3 separate regions of the Mus musculus genome follow, and all the other regions are linked to region 2. A link is a contact called in public HiCAR-type and promoter capture Hi-C data. All regions are on one chromosome and are shown on one strand. Each heading gives the region's core, a stretch centred on a gene start, on an enhancer-like site or on the middle of the called end of the contact. The rest is flanking DNA. Distances are from core to core; before and after follow the strand shown. Region 1 holds the start of Asphd2 (aspartate beta-hydroxylase domain containing 2). Region 2 holds the start of Pitpnb (phosphatidylinositol transfer protein, beta). Region 3 holds the start of Srrd (SRR1 domain containing).

Evidence for each region. Promoter capture Hi-C pulls out the DNA fragments that hold promoters and counts their contacts. HiCAR-type assays count read pairs that join an accessible place to other places.
Region 1: a promoter capture Hi-C map of embryonic stem cells shows a contact between it and region 2, with 5 times the contacts expected there. The contact joins the promoter of Asphd2 here to the promoter of Pitpnb in region 2. A contact is called at or near these places in 2 of 39 promoter capture datasets (embryonic stem cells and liver), 2 of 115 datasets of contacts at active chromatin or transcription factors (embryonic stem cells and large pre-B cells) and 1 of 9 other capture datasets (embryonic stem cells).
Region 3: a HiCAR-type map of astrocytes shows a contact between it and region 2, with 3 times the contacts expected there. The contact joins the promoter of Srrd here to the promoter of Pitpnb in region 2. A contact is called at or near these places in 9 of 39 promoter capture datasets (the 3T3-L1 cell line, the C10 cell line, hippocampal neurons and 5 more), 1 of 484 Hi-C or Micro-C datasets (CD4 T cells), 7 of 115 datasets of contacts at active chromatin or transcription factors (the 230-238 cell line, astrocytes, large pre-B cells and 3 more) and 1 of 9 other capture datasets (liver).

Annotation. Positions count from the first base shown.
Region 1 is chr5:112,393,480-112,397,700 of GRCm38.p6, reverse strand. It overlaps Asphd2 (aspartate beta-hydroxylase domain containing 2), which reads left to right and starts at 2,928. Exons shown (of 6, transcript NM_001357013.1): 1 at 2,928-2,983; 2 at 3,702-3,916; 3 at 4,118-4,221.
Region 2 is chr5:111,329,234-111,333,304 of GRCm38.p6, reverse strand. Pitpnb (phosphatidylinositol transfer protein, beta) reads right to left here and starts at 2,608. Exons shown (of 12, transcript NM_019640.5): 1 at 2,472-2,608. The coding sequence starts at 2,491.
Region 3 is chr5:112,340,088-112,344,310 of GRCm38.p6, reverse strand. Srrd (SRR1 domain containing) reads left to right here and starts at 1,271. Exons shown (of 7, transcript NM_001359388.1): 1 at 1,271-1,436; 2 at 3,175-3,215; 3 at 4,188-4,223. The coding sequence starts at 1,288. It overlaps Hps4 (HPS4, biogenesis of lysosomal organelles complex 3 subunit 2), which reads right to left and starts at 1,216. Exons shown (of 14, transcript NM_001359853.1): 1 at 1,148-1,216; 2 at 1-267.

The sequences.
Region 1 (4,221 bases), core at 1,679-4,178, 1.1 Mb before region 2:
GCCTTGATTTTTTTTTCTATGTAAAAAATGCAAGGAAAGTTCATGAACATATACCCTACTTTGAAAATGCATCCAGAGCAAGGGATGTTAAACTTTCCTAACTTCCAGCCACTATCAGAAAAATATGTTATGTTGAGACCTGGGTCTCTCTCTTCACGCACGCAGGCACACACACATGCATGCACACATGTGCGCACACACACACATGCACTCATGTACTCTCAGGCATGCACTCACACACATACATGCACACTCAGGCATGCACTTACCCACACACATGTGCACACATGAATACACATGCACACATGCATGCTTAGGCGTGCACACATACATGCATGCACACACACACATGCTCACAGTCATTTTTTTTTCACTTCTACTTTGCTCTGAGTTTTTAGGTGTTGAATTTTGCCAAAATTGTTTTCTATCTATTTATGGTTACAGGGTGAGATGGCTCAGGGCATAAGAGCTTGTGCCACCATCCATGCCTGACAGCCCGAGCTGTAGCCTTGGGCTACAGAGCAAAACTCTATCTAAAAACAAGTTTACTTAGACACTGTAGGAAATGCAGGAGCTCCCTCTGCTCTCCATTCCAAGTCCTTCACACACACATGCACATACACACCACACACACATACATACATACATACTACATAAACATATAAACACACCACACATACATACACTAAACACATACACACACATACATGCACACATATTCATATACACATCACACATACACACACCACACATACATATACACACATGCACACACATACATGCACACATATACACATACATACACACACATACATACATACACACATATACAATACACAAATGCACACATGCACACACATACACACCACACACACAGCATCTGAAGAAAGAAGAAGTTGGGTGGCCTGCAAGCTCATACGGTGGTATAATGATGGGGTGTGCAGCCTGCAGTGGGCTGCAATGGCCGCCCTCAACAAGACAAGAGGGAGGAGAGTACCATGGCAGCTGGGCTAAAGGCAGGCAATTTAGACTCACCGAGTCCTAGTCTCTGCCCTTCTGGTGACATAGTGGCAGTGTGTCCTCGGCTCTCACCCAGAGTTCCCTCTGCAAGTCCTGGACACTCTTTTCTGGCAGAACTCACCTACTAAGGCCGTTAGAAGCTCGACAGAGATTGGAGTGATTATCATCTTCTGAGACTCTCAGCAATTTAAAAGAACTGAAATGGCCAGAGAGGTTAGCAGAGCCGTGTCTGTAATCTGGCCGCCGAACAAATAAACACGCTTAACAAACATGGAACCCTGTAATCACAGTGGTCACAGATAATTACAAGGTTCGTCGACAGGATTAATTCGTAATGCACTGCAGATGGTGTAGTCTGGGAATGGAACGCATACGGAAGACCGTGTGAAAGACGGTGTTCTTTATGCATAAGGGCCGTGGATGAGGCTAAATTTGGGCAACTTGCTAAATGTGAAGCAGGACACGAGCTGCATGCTTTCTCTAGCCACTCAGAGCAGTTACTCAGAAGGAGCAGGGTTGCCTTCAGCCCTCCGTCGTCAGCCCGGGATCGGCAACCGTCCTTAGTGCATTTTACAGGCTCTCAATCTATGTAAGACATATTCATGGTCTGATCATTTGTTCTCGGCCTATGGCACCGATTGTGGAGGCCCTGGAGTTTACAACGGGAGGTGGGTCTGGTTGCAGGAAGTAGGCGGGAGAGGTGGGTTTTGAAGGACAGACTGACCCTGGTTTTGCCCCAATTTCCTGAGCCTAGATCACACGCTTACAAGTGTAGCATCCCTCCATGCGTTTTCTGCCATAACGGACTGAAAACTTTTGACCTGTGAGCCCAGGTGAGCTTTCCCACCTCCATTGGTTTCTGTCAGGTGTCTTGGTGGCGTCCCCGCAAAAGAACCTTGCTGAACCAATGACGCGTTTTGAGTCACTGTATTAAAATAAAAAGTGGTGGTGGGGGGGGGGGGGGATGCTATTCTACTCCTGGAATTGTAACAAGGGCTTAAGGGACTAAGATGGAGACTCCAGGGCATGGAGTGGGTTCTGAGTCAGGAAACAGGGGTCCTGGGTGAAGCAAGTGGGTTCTCTATCACCAACTGTATAAGTGCGAGCTTGGGTGAAGGGCAGGGGGCTTCTGGGACAGACCCGAGGTGATTTTATCCTGGACAAAAATGAGGATTCTAGGCCAGGACAAAGATGCATGCTGGGATTGGAAGCAGTAGGTTCGAGGACAGACACAGATGGGCTGTGGGCTGGCATCCCACCCCACGCTCCCAGAACGCCCATGCACTGTTCCAAGGAGCCCACGCTTCCCTGGGCGCTCGCAGCGCGGTGTCCCTAGGCCAGGCTGAGCAGCCCCTTTCCCTCCAGTGAACTGGGCAGAACTGGCCGTGGCTAGCTAGACTGGGCCTCCCTGTGGGCAGGCGCCAGGTCTGCAACAGCTCCAGTCAGCAGCGCCCAGGCGGGGCCGGGAGCCGCGGATCTTCCAGGCTGTTCCATTTGCAATTTCATCCCACGTGTCCGCGGGGCCTCAGAAGTGTGTGTGGGATTCATCACAGGCAAGAGGGGCGAGGGGAAGGACACCAAGGGGAGGAGATGCGGAAGGGAGGACCGAGCGGAGGGGATGCAGGAGGGAGGGAGGGAGGAACAAAGGCGTCTGATAGGCGAAGCCCCCGGACCTGATGCGCGCACCCGATGCTCGGTGGGGCGGGACGCGCGGAGCCCCCCGCGGGTACGCGCGGCAGATGCATGCGCCGGGGGTCCCGCCCCGCCCCGCCGCCCCCTCCCCGCCGCCAGGCGCGCGCGGCATTGTGGGAGTTGTGGTCCTCGGGGTGGCGGAGCGCAGCGCGGGCGGCACCGGCTCGGCGGGGCTCGCGGCTCCGGCCGGGCGGCGGCTGCGGGCGCGGCAGGGGGCGGCCGCGTCCCTGGGGCAGTGGCGTCGCCCGGGTCCCCGCAGCCGCCCGCGCAGGTAAGCGGGGTCTCCAGGGCTGCGGGGCAGAGGAGGACGATGCTAGGGGCGCCCGCGCCTGCATCCCGGGCCGGCCCAGGGCCCGCGGTCGCCTAGCACCGGCTGCGTGCTGAGTGCCTCTCGAGCTGGACCGCGCAGCGCAGCATCACCCCCACCTTTTCTCCTCCCCCTCTTTCTCTCTTTCCAGCTTCCTCCTTCGCCTTTTCCCCTGATCCCCCATCCTCCTCAGCATCACCCACTTTGACCCACCTCCCTGTCCCGAGAATTGTCACGCGCCCTAAACCTCCTTCCCACTTTTCCAGGTAACCCTCACCTCACCATCTCTTCCCCTGACTACCTGCGTTAACGCATCTTTCTGACCTCTTCTGTCGTACTCTCTCCAGGGCCTGTGACACTGGCGGGAGACTGTGAGGAGGAAGGTCCCTAGAGGGGAGGGCTTGTCTCCGGACAGTTCTCTGCGCCCCCTGGTAGAGAGGATAGCAAGCAACACAGCTACCCCCTATCCTCTCCTGTGGTGTGCTGTACCTTGCGGGGGGGGGGGGGGGTTCGGGGTCGCCTGGCTTCACCTCAGGGTGACCCGGTCTCTTTGTCATCAGAAAGCTTCCTGAGCTGGTCATCTGATCCGGGTTAACTGGGTCAAGTGGAGACTGTCTCCCCAGGCATTCCTCACGTCAGAAGTTATCTTTGATCGGACTTGAATTTGTCCTTTATTCCCCAGAGCCGGCTGATCTTTGAGATCTGAGGTTCGGGGCTGCATGATGCCCGTTCCTGATGGGAACTGATCTGTGAAGAGAGCCAGAAGTGTGTGTGTCTACCTATTATCCTGATGCCACACACTCTACCAAAACCAGAGTTTGTTCTCTTGTCACAAATCAGCTCTGGACTTGTGTGTCCCTCCCTGGGCGAAGGGGCCGCCAGCCTCCTGGAACTCAAGTGAGTGGCAGGTCCCAGCTCCTTCTCTTAGTGCTGGATTTGGTCATGTGGAGAGGTTAGGCTCTCTCCTTGCTGAATGTTTACTGCTCTGTCTAAGGGAGGGCTCTTGTTTGCTTTGTCCGGAGCAAGCAAGGCTGTTCTGAGGAGGGGAAGGGCTGGCAGTGGAGAGGTATCCTATCCATCTGCTTTTGACATGAGCAGGTTGGTGGGAACTCGGTTTCTTGAGTCAGTTATTACCACTGACTGGGGCTCAGGACATCCGAAGAAACCTGGCTGATGAAAGCAGTTTTGGAGTTACAGTTTCC
Region 2 (4,071 bases), core at 1,359-3,858:
TCTATTTTGTTTGAGACAGGGTCTTATTAGGTAGCCCTGGCCACCCTGGAACTCACAAAAGCCCTGCCTCTCTCAGGGCTGGTATTAAAGGCATGTGTCACCACACTTGGCCCTGAAAGCTATTTAAAAAAAAAAAAAAAAAAAGCCCAGCAGTGGTGGCGCACGCCTGTAATCCCAGCACTTGGGAGGCAGAGGCAGGCGGATTTCTGAGTTTGAGGCCAGCCTGGTCTACAGTGAGTTCTAGGACAGCCAGGACTGCACAGAGAAACCCTGTCTCGAAAAAAAAAAAAGAGGAAAAAAAAGTTCTAAGACATCCAACATGTGCCAAGGTATTTTACTTCCCCACACAGGAACCATCTAGTCACTGGATGGAGCTGACAGCAGGGGTCACTTCATTTACAGCACTGAGTACTCACACCGTGTTTGACATAGACAGTAAACTGTCTTTATCTTAAATCTAGGAGGAGGAAAAAAAACAGCTAAGAGAGACTCTGATGAAAACAATTAAATGATAGATACACATTAGCCTTTGCTACCTTCCTTCATAAAGTAAAGGTATGCAAAACACAGGACTGGAGAGATGGCTAAGAGGTACTGCTCTCTCAGAGAGGGCCTCGGCTCATTTTCTAGCACCAGCTCCAACTGGATCCTCTGGCCTCTAGGGACATCTGTACTGAGGTACAAACACACACTGTCAGAGAGGGTTAACTCAAGAGTTAACTCACATTCTGAAGACAGGAAGTAACTAATAAATTAAAAGCCACTAGATGCCTCATGTGCAGTCAGTCTAGCATCTCTCTTCCTAGGTAGCTTGGCACAAGTCAGTTCCTGTCTATCGCATATTCTCCTGTTTTAATATCTGCCACTAGAGTAATGTTAGGTGATGTTTACAAGATACATTGTTAAAATTACTTGGAAGAAAGTTTTCATAAACTCAAAGTTCAGTAGTATGATTATGTTTTAAGTGTAAATCTTTGCTGTGTGCAGAATGCGAAAGTAAGCCTTTTTTCAGACTCCCTGTCACTAAAAAAAAAAAAAAAGTAGTACTTCTTCAGGCCAGAGATGGCCCAGCAGGCAAAGGCATGACTGGAGTTTCAGGTGCAGGACCCTAATAGGAGTAGAGAACTGACTCGAAAGCTGTCCCCTGACCTCCAAAAGCACTCGGTGTACTACCCTGTACACCCCTCTCCATACAAATGTAATTAAAAGTGTTCTCCTAAAAGTGAAAAAGAATCGTCACCAATTCATTTAACAAGAGTTTGCTGAAGGGCTGGAGAAATGGCTCTGCGGCTAAGAGGACTTGCTGCTCTGAGTAACTGGGTTCAGTTTCCAGCCCATGGACGGTGGCTCACTTCTTGCTCTAGTTCCAGGGGATCCAATGCCTAATGCCCTCTTACTACTACCTCCAAGAGCACTGTATGAACGCAGCACATATGCACACACGCAGGCAAACACTTAAATACACATATAAACAGGCAAATCTTTAAAAACACCAAATGCTGGCTGAAGATGTGCTATGTACTAAAGACTGATCCAAAAAAAATGGAGGTATCAGAGTGAGTATCCTGCACAATGTAGGGCGAACAGTCAGAAAGACAAACAATACACACTTCCCAAGACCTTTAAGGTGAGCTACTGATTTGAGGAAAAAGCATTCGAGTCAGCAGAAAGAGAAGGAAAGCCAACATACAGAGCGACAGAGGAACAAGGGGTCTTGTAATGCTGGAATGGGCAAGGAAAAAAAATTACATATGAGCAGAAAATAGAATCTGGGCAGTGTTAAGTAGAGAAACCTTGTTAGTGATTTTTACAAGGTTGACGTTAATACAGGCAAGGAATCTAGACAGCTAACTTAACGTCTTTTTTTTTTTTTGCTTCTTTTAAGAATCTGAAATTAAACCAGGGCCGAGGAAGAACAGCAACAACAAAATGGGTCACACTTGAAATTGCACAAGGGACACCGGCTCAGGTATGACAGCTGAACATTCCCCGCCACCACGGTTTCCTGTGATGTCCGTGGCTCTAAGCAGAGGGGGAAGCCACAACTTCCCAACAGAATGACGGGACCAGTCCGACGAACTTGGGAAAAGTCTTTATTTGCCGTGTTAAGCACCATGTGTTTAACCCCGCACCGAACCCAGTGAAGCAGGTGGGGCCGGTGTCTCCCCATCTTAGAGATGAGGGGTCTGAGAGCGACCGCAGGGGCATGATCTAGAGTGGGCTTCACTGAGCCTGAGGTGGGTCGGGCTCGAACTTGCGGGCGACCCTTCGCCCGGCATTCCCGGCTCCCCCGAGAGCCCCGGCCGCACCGCCGACCCTGGCGCTGACTGCGGAGGGCGGCGGCGCCGCACAGGGCCTTGGGGGCTCCAGGAAGGAGCCAACTGCGACCCGGGAGCGCCCTCCTCGCGGAGCCCACCGATCCTCCCCAGCCCGCATTCCGGAACCTCGTTCGAGCCCAACGACCCACTCACAATTCCTTAATCAGCACCATCTTCCGGGAACCCCTCACAGCCGCCGCCGCCAGCCGCCACCGCCGGGCCTCGCAACACGCAAGCGTAGCCCCGCCTCCCAATCGTCCGAGCCCCGGGAGCGCCTGCGCGTCCGCGCCCTTCCGCCGCCGGCCATTGCGTCAGCGCGCCTGGGGGAGCTGACTCCGCCCAGTCCACGCCCCGCTCACGGAGCACGAGGCCTCCACTGCGGCTGCGTGGCCCCTTGGCGCGCTGGTGAGCCTTGGAGCGCGCCTGCGTACTCTCGGCGAGCAGTGGGGCAGCAAGCGCGGCGTCCTCCTGCCAGCGTTAGTCTCTCACGGCGCTGTGCAGCCTATGGTTTCCAGTGAGTTCTCCAGTCGGGACCCTAAACGACGTTGAGTTCGCACAGGTGTGGGAGCCGAGGACGACCTCAGGTTTAGCAGGAGCGTGTTCTAGAAACCCAGACAGACCGGTGTTAAAATCCTGATGTGTTCGCCCCTTGTCCTAACTAACCTTTTTAAGGGTACATCTATCTGGTTTGCCTGTATTGTGTCTGCTCCCTGTGTGTCTCATGCATACTGAGGTTCACGTGTAACTGGAGATGCAGACAGTTGTGAAATGCCATGTGAGTGCTGGGAACCAAACCTGGGTCCTCTGCAAGAACCCCCAGTGTTCTTAACAACTGAGCCCCTGTCCAAACATTGAATCCTCAACAAAAGCAATTTTGCATGAGACAGACCCAGACCCAGTTGGGTAGACTAATTCTAGACGAATTCTACGTGTCTAAGGCATTGGTTTTTCATTATGTGCTTTCGGGGCAAAGAACTCACTACAGGAAGAATGAAAGTTAAATTTTACTAAGACCAATCAGAAGCCCGTCCCAACACGGGCTTTAAGCACTAGTTGACCTAACAACTTTGATAAAACAATTTTGAAACAGTGACTAAGTACTGCTCTTGGACTGCCCTCTGCTTCCTCACTCACTGAACTTAGTAACTTGGGATTCAAGGACCTTTTAGTGGGATTCCTAGGGAGCTGGATAGCTGCAGGAATAATCTTCTTTGTGTCAACGGGCATTTTAGGTAAATTTGATTTCTCTATACTTTGTGTCAAACCATATTTTTTCCCTCATCGAATGATCTTGAAAATATTTTCATAAAAACTAGAAATAGTCTCAAGAATATTCTTCCCCTCTCTAGTGATTGATTTATTTATATTTTATGTACATTGGTGTTTTACCTGCATGTATACCTGGATGAGGTCAGATCCCCTGGAACTGGAGTTTCAAACAGTTGTGAGCTGCCACGTCGTGGGTGCTGGGAATTGAACCCAGATACTCTAGAAGAACCACCAGTGCTCTTAACTGCTGAGCCATCTCTCCAACCCCAGTCCCAAGTGTTCCTTAATTTTGTTAGATATCAGAGCATAGGTCAGTTGTCCCGATTTGGGAAACTGGGTTGGACTTTGAAGATGAAGCCCTGGACCTGAATCCTGGCTGGTTGACTTCAAGAAATCTGGAATAAAGAATCTTGTAGAGACTTAATTTATACAACCAAAGATAGGTGACTGTTTAGAGAATAAAAAGTAGGAAGGGACTGAAAAT
Region 3 (4,223 bases), core at 22-2,521, 1.0 Mb before region 2:
ACCAGTCAAATGGTCCCAAAATTAAGGAACTGGCACTCAGGAGCCTAATCAGAATGTGCGCAGCCCTTCAGAGTGCAAGAGAGAACTTTGACAGAGGGGAAGACAACTCAGTGTATCATGGAATACTCTGCCAGAAAAGAGTCTTGGCCTCACTCTGATTCTTCGCTCCTCCAAGAGAACTGTCCAGAAACAGGTGGTACAGGCATTAAAATTACTATCCACGAGGCTGAAATTTTCTGACAGTCTTATTTCACTGTGTGGATAACACTGGGAGGAAACACAAAAATAATTTAATCCTTTTCCTTGACAAGCCTTCCGTCATTTTCATCTATAGTCTTTGTTTTGTTTTGTTTATTTGTTTGTTTGTTTTTTCGAGACAGGGTTTCTCTGTATAGCCCTGGCTGTCCTGGAACTCACTCTGTAGACTCAGGCTGTCTCTGCCTCCCAAGTGCTGGGGTTAAAAGTGTGCGCCACCACCACCTGGCTTCATTAAGACTATAGTCTTAATCCCACTTTTCTGGTTAATTCCTTCAAGGACAGGATCTCTAAAGCTGGCCACAATCTGCCACCTGTGGAAATAGTACGTTGAAGTCTCTTAGGGAGGGAGCCAGGCATGGTAGTTTAGGCCTTTTATCCCAGCGCACTGGAAATAGACAGGCAGATTGCTGAGTTCCAGGCAAGCTATGGCTACAAAGCAGGACCCTCTCTTAAAAGCGAGTAAACTCTCTTAGGAAGAAGGAAGTGCCCGAGGGGCATCCCCCACGAACCCGAAAAGGCCTCTTAAATATCAGTCACCTCAACTACACACACCTCGTTCTGCAGCAAACACAGGGCGAGCACACTGTGCAGGGCATCTCTGTTCCTGGAACCACCCCTCCCATTCCCTGAGGCCTGCTCGGAGGACCTAACAGCGAGTTCTCAAAGGTCCCGATGAGGTCAGTGATTGTGTAAGGGACCTAAAGAGGCCATGACACCCTAAGAGTACAGGCAGGGGGACAGTGCGGGTGCGCGCGGGGACGGAGGGAAGTCCCTCGCTGGTCAGGAGCCCCGAACCCTGCGGCCCGATCGCGTGGATCAGGCTCGCCCGCCCGCCCGCCCACCGGGACCCCGGGCTCTGTCTGGCCGCCCGCGGGAAAACCCCCGATACCTGCGCCCGCCCGGCAGCCCCGCGATCACGCGCGGACCCACCTCCCGCCGGTGGGGGCTTGGCGATGACGTGAGGTGTGACGCAGCCTGTGACGTCGGCGGCACGGCGGCCGCTCTGGCGCACTCTGCTGACGTCAGAGCATGGCGGCGGCGGCTCTCGAGCCCTGGAGCGCGGTGGCTCCGCGGAGGAGGAAGCGCGCGGCGGGAAGGCGACCGCGGCCGGGCGAGGGGCCCCGGGCCGAGCCGGAGGCGGACGGCGAAGCGGTGCTACGCCGCCTGCGGGAGGCCGAGTGAGTGCAGCGCCGAGAGGCAACTCCAGCCTCAGTGTCCCTAACCTGGAAATGGGTGTGCCAACCCGCTGGGAAAGGCTGAGTTCTCCCTCCGGTGTCACTGTAGCAAGCTCTCAGTAAAGCTGCCATTCCCATTCGCTGCGGCTGCGGCAGTTTATCATCCTGTGTCCCTGTCTGCCACCTTTGAGATGGGGGTTTAAGCATTACGTAGGGATGCTCAGAGGATTGTGTGATGTGACTGTAGAGCACTCCCTGGCACCCAAGCTCGAGGTGGGGGAGGAGGGTGTCAGAAGGTGCTCAGAAGACCTCTGCTTTCACTGCATAGGTTAGGACAATCAAACTCAAATGTGAGGCTTGGTGGCAAGAACCTTTACCCTATAAATCATCAGCTCTGGATTTGGAGGCGGGATCTTGTACTATAGCTTAGGCTAGCCCAGCAGCCCTGAATTGGAGGATATCCCGTCTTTGCTGTGGGCCACACACCACATTGGTTATTATCCGTATTGTAAATCGAGGTTGCAGCAAACACAGATGTCAACATTTGCATCAATGGTTTACTGAGCAGCAGCTGTGTGCGCAGACTTTTGCAGCCTATGTATTTCACAGGCTCACTGGAATCCTGGGCACTCCGAGAGACATACAAAGATCATTGTTTCAGGCCCAGGCCTTGGTGACTTCAAACCCCATGCTTCCACCTAATCATTATCATGTACTCTATTATGTTACATCCATCTCCCCAGCACTTGGTCTGTACCTTCTTACAGGGCACATAGACGGTGCCCACCATACACAGGCTACACCGTGTTCTTGCCTTTTCTAGTTTTGGTCTTACAGGGCTAAGTTAGAAATGTTGGTAGCATTTTGTATGGGTCAGAAGGGCTGTGATGAGGGGGGCAAGTTACACTTAAAAAGCATTGGTGACCCAGAAGTTACCTCTGAACATAAATTACTGGCGGTGCAGCTGAGAGGACAGATAGAAGCAAGCAGTGCCTTAAAGTCTCGAGATTAGTGAGACATAGGTGTCTAGGACCTGAACTCTTCAAGGCGCACACCAGATAGTCATTGTTTCCTCAGCTGCTTCAGAATCTCCCAGAATGCCCTGCTTCTCCCAGCATCCTTCCAGGGGTGTGGTTATCACTCCTGAGCATAGAGAATCTGATTCAGGGCTACTTAGAATATTACAGAGTACTTTGATTTATCGGGCACTTCTTTCCTTAGAAGAATGTAGGTCGCCTGGGGGCAGTTTCTCTCCTCTTTGTCCCTAAACATTGCCTCTGGCATACTTAAATTCACTGTTGATTGTTCTGCCTTAGGCTGTGGAAACCAGCTGACCAGACCCTTGGACTTCCTCTTTGACCTTCTTTTTACCGTTATTTATAGTGGGGAAGCTATTGAGTTCCTGCTGAGTAGCTCATTCATTTCCCCCTGCTACTCTCCAGTCTTGAGAGGACACTCCCATCATAAAGGGAAAGTCTGAGGACTTTATTTATTGAACTGCATCTCTGCCATGCCAAAGTAGTAGAACACACCCAGACCATCCCTTGGCAAACCAGGGCCTCTTGATGGAGGTCCTTTTTATAAAAGGACTCAGCAATCTACATCCAGGCCATGGGAATGTCTTTCAGTAAGGGCTGGCTCTGTATCAGAGGGTCCTCCATCCCCCGTGCATCTGGCTCATGGTCGGGGCTAAGATGGCACAAAAGAGAAGGGAGATGAGCAGGCCATGTCTTCTCAACAGGGAGGACCTGCGGATCTCTGATTTCTGCAGTTCGGCACTGGGTGAGTAGGGGTTAGTAGGGGAGGTGTGGGAGTGGAAGGGGGGCTACCTGAAAGTGGACAAAGGACACTCTCCATCCAAGGACATTTTGCTTCACAGTCTTGCTTGTGGTGGGTTCTGGTGCTGACTTCCTCAGAGCTGTGTCTTTGGCACTGAACACTGCAGTGGAGGTGGTGGTGTGTATATCCTGCAGTGTAGTTGTGAGCATTAAGTAAGGTGGGAAGTGCATGGCTCTCCTAAGTGCTATTAGTCATCAAGATGGCTAGATTGTATACGGATCCCACTTTCTCCTTTACAGTGTAGACCTTTCCCCCTTGCAGGTGCTCTCAATTCGGTTTCTTCAGCATGGTCCTTAGGGATGAGCAGGCCCTGGTTTACACTGTATCCAGGGATGGACAGGCAGTGTTTACACTGTATCACAGGCTCCTGTTTCAATAACTCAGTTAAGCCTCACCTGTAGGCTGCAGCCACCCCCCCACCCCCACCCCACTCTGGGATTTGAGGTTGTTAAATGAAAGGCAGCGTCTACCATCAAAAAAGGTTTTAAGGGTTCTCTTCCCGACAAGGACTTTAAAGTTTCTGGAACAGCCTTTCCTCACCTGCGGCAACTGTACAAAGGTGGCTTTGCCACATCCGTGAACAAAACCAGCTTGCTTAGTGTTCTTTCGTTTAGGATGGTAACCTAAAAGGAAGGCCAGGAGGTGATGTGGGCAGTGGTTTTTAACCTAGCCATTCAGTTGCCTTTATAGAGGTCTTCAGAATTCAAGAGCACAAACACCTCAGACACATGGCTTTAGATGAAAACCTTTTAACACAGTCTTGGGTTCTTAGATGTAGAGTTAAGGATCCGGCTTCTAGTGGCCTGGACACAGGTCTTGGGCAGCTTCACTCCGGGTGTGGAGGCTTCTTTCACAGTCCTGGCTCCAGGGAGCAGAGTATGGGATGTGACTAAAATTGGGGGAACGATCTTTCAGAAACCATCACCGAGTGTCTTAGGAAACAGTTGGAGC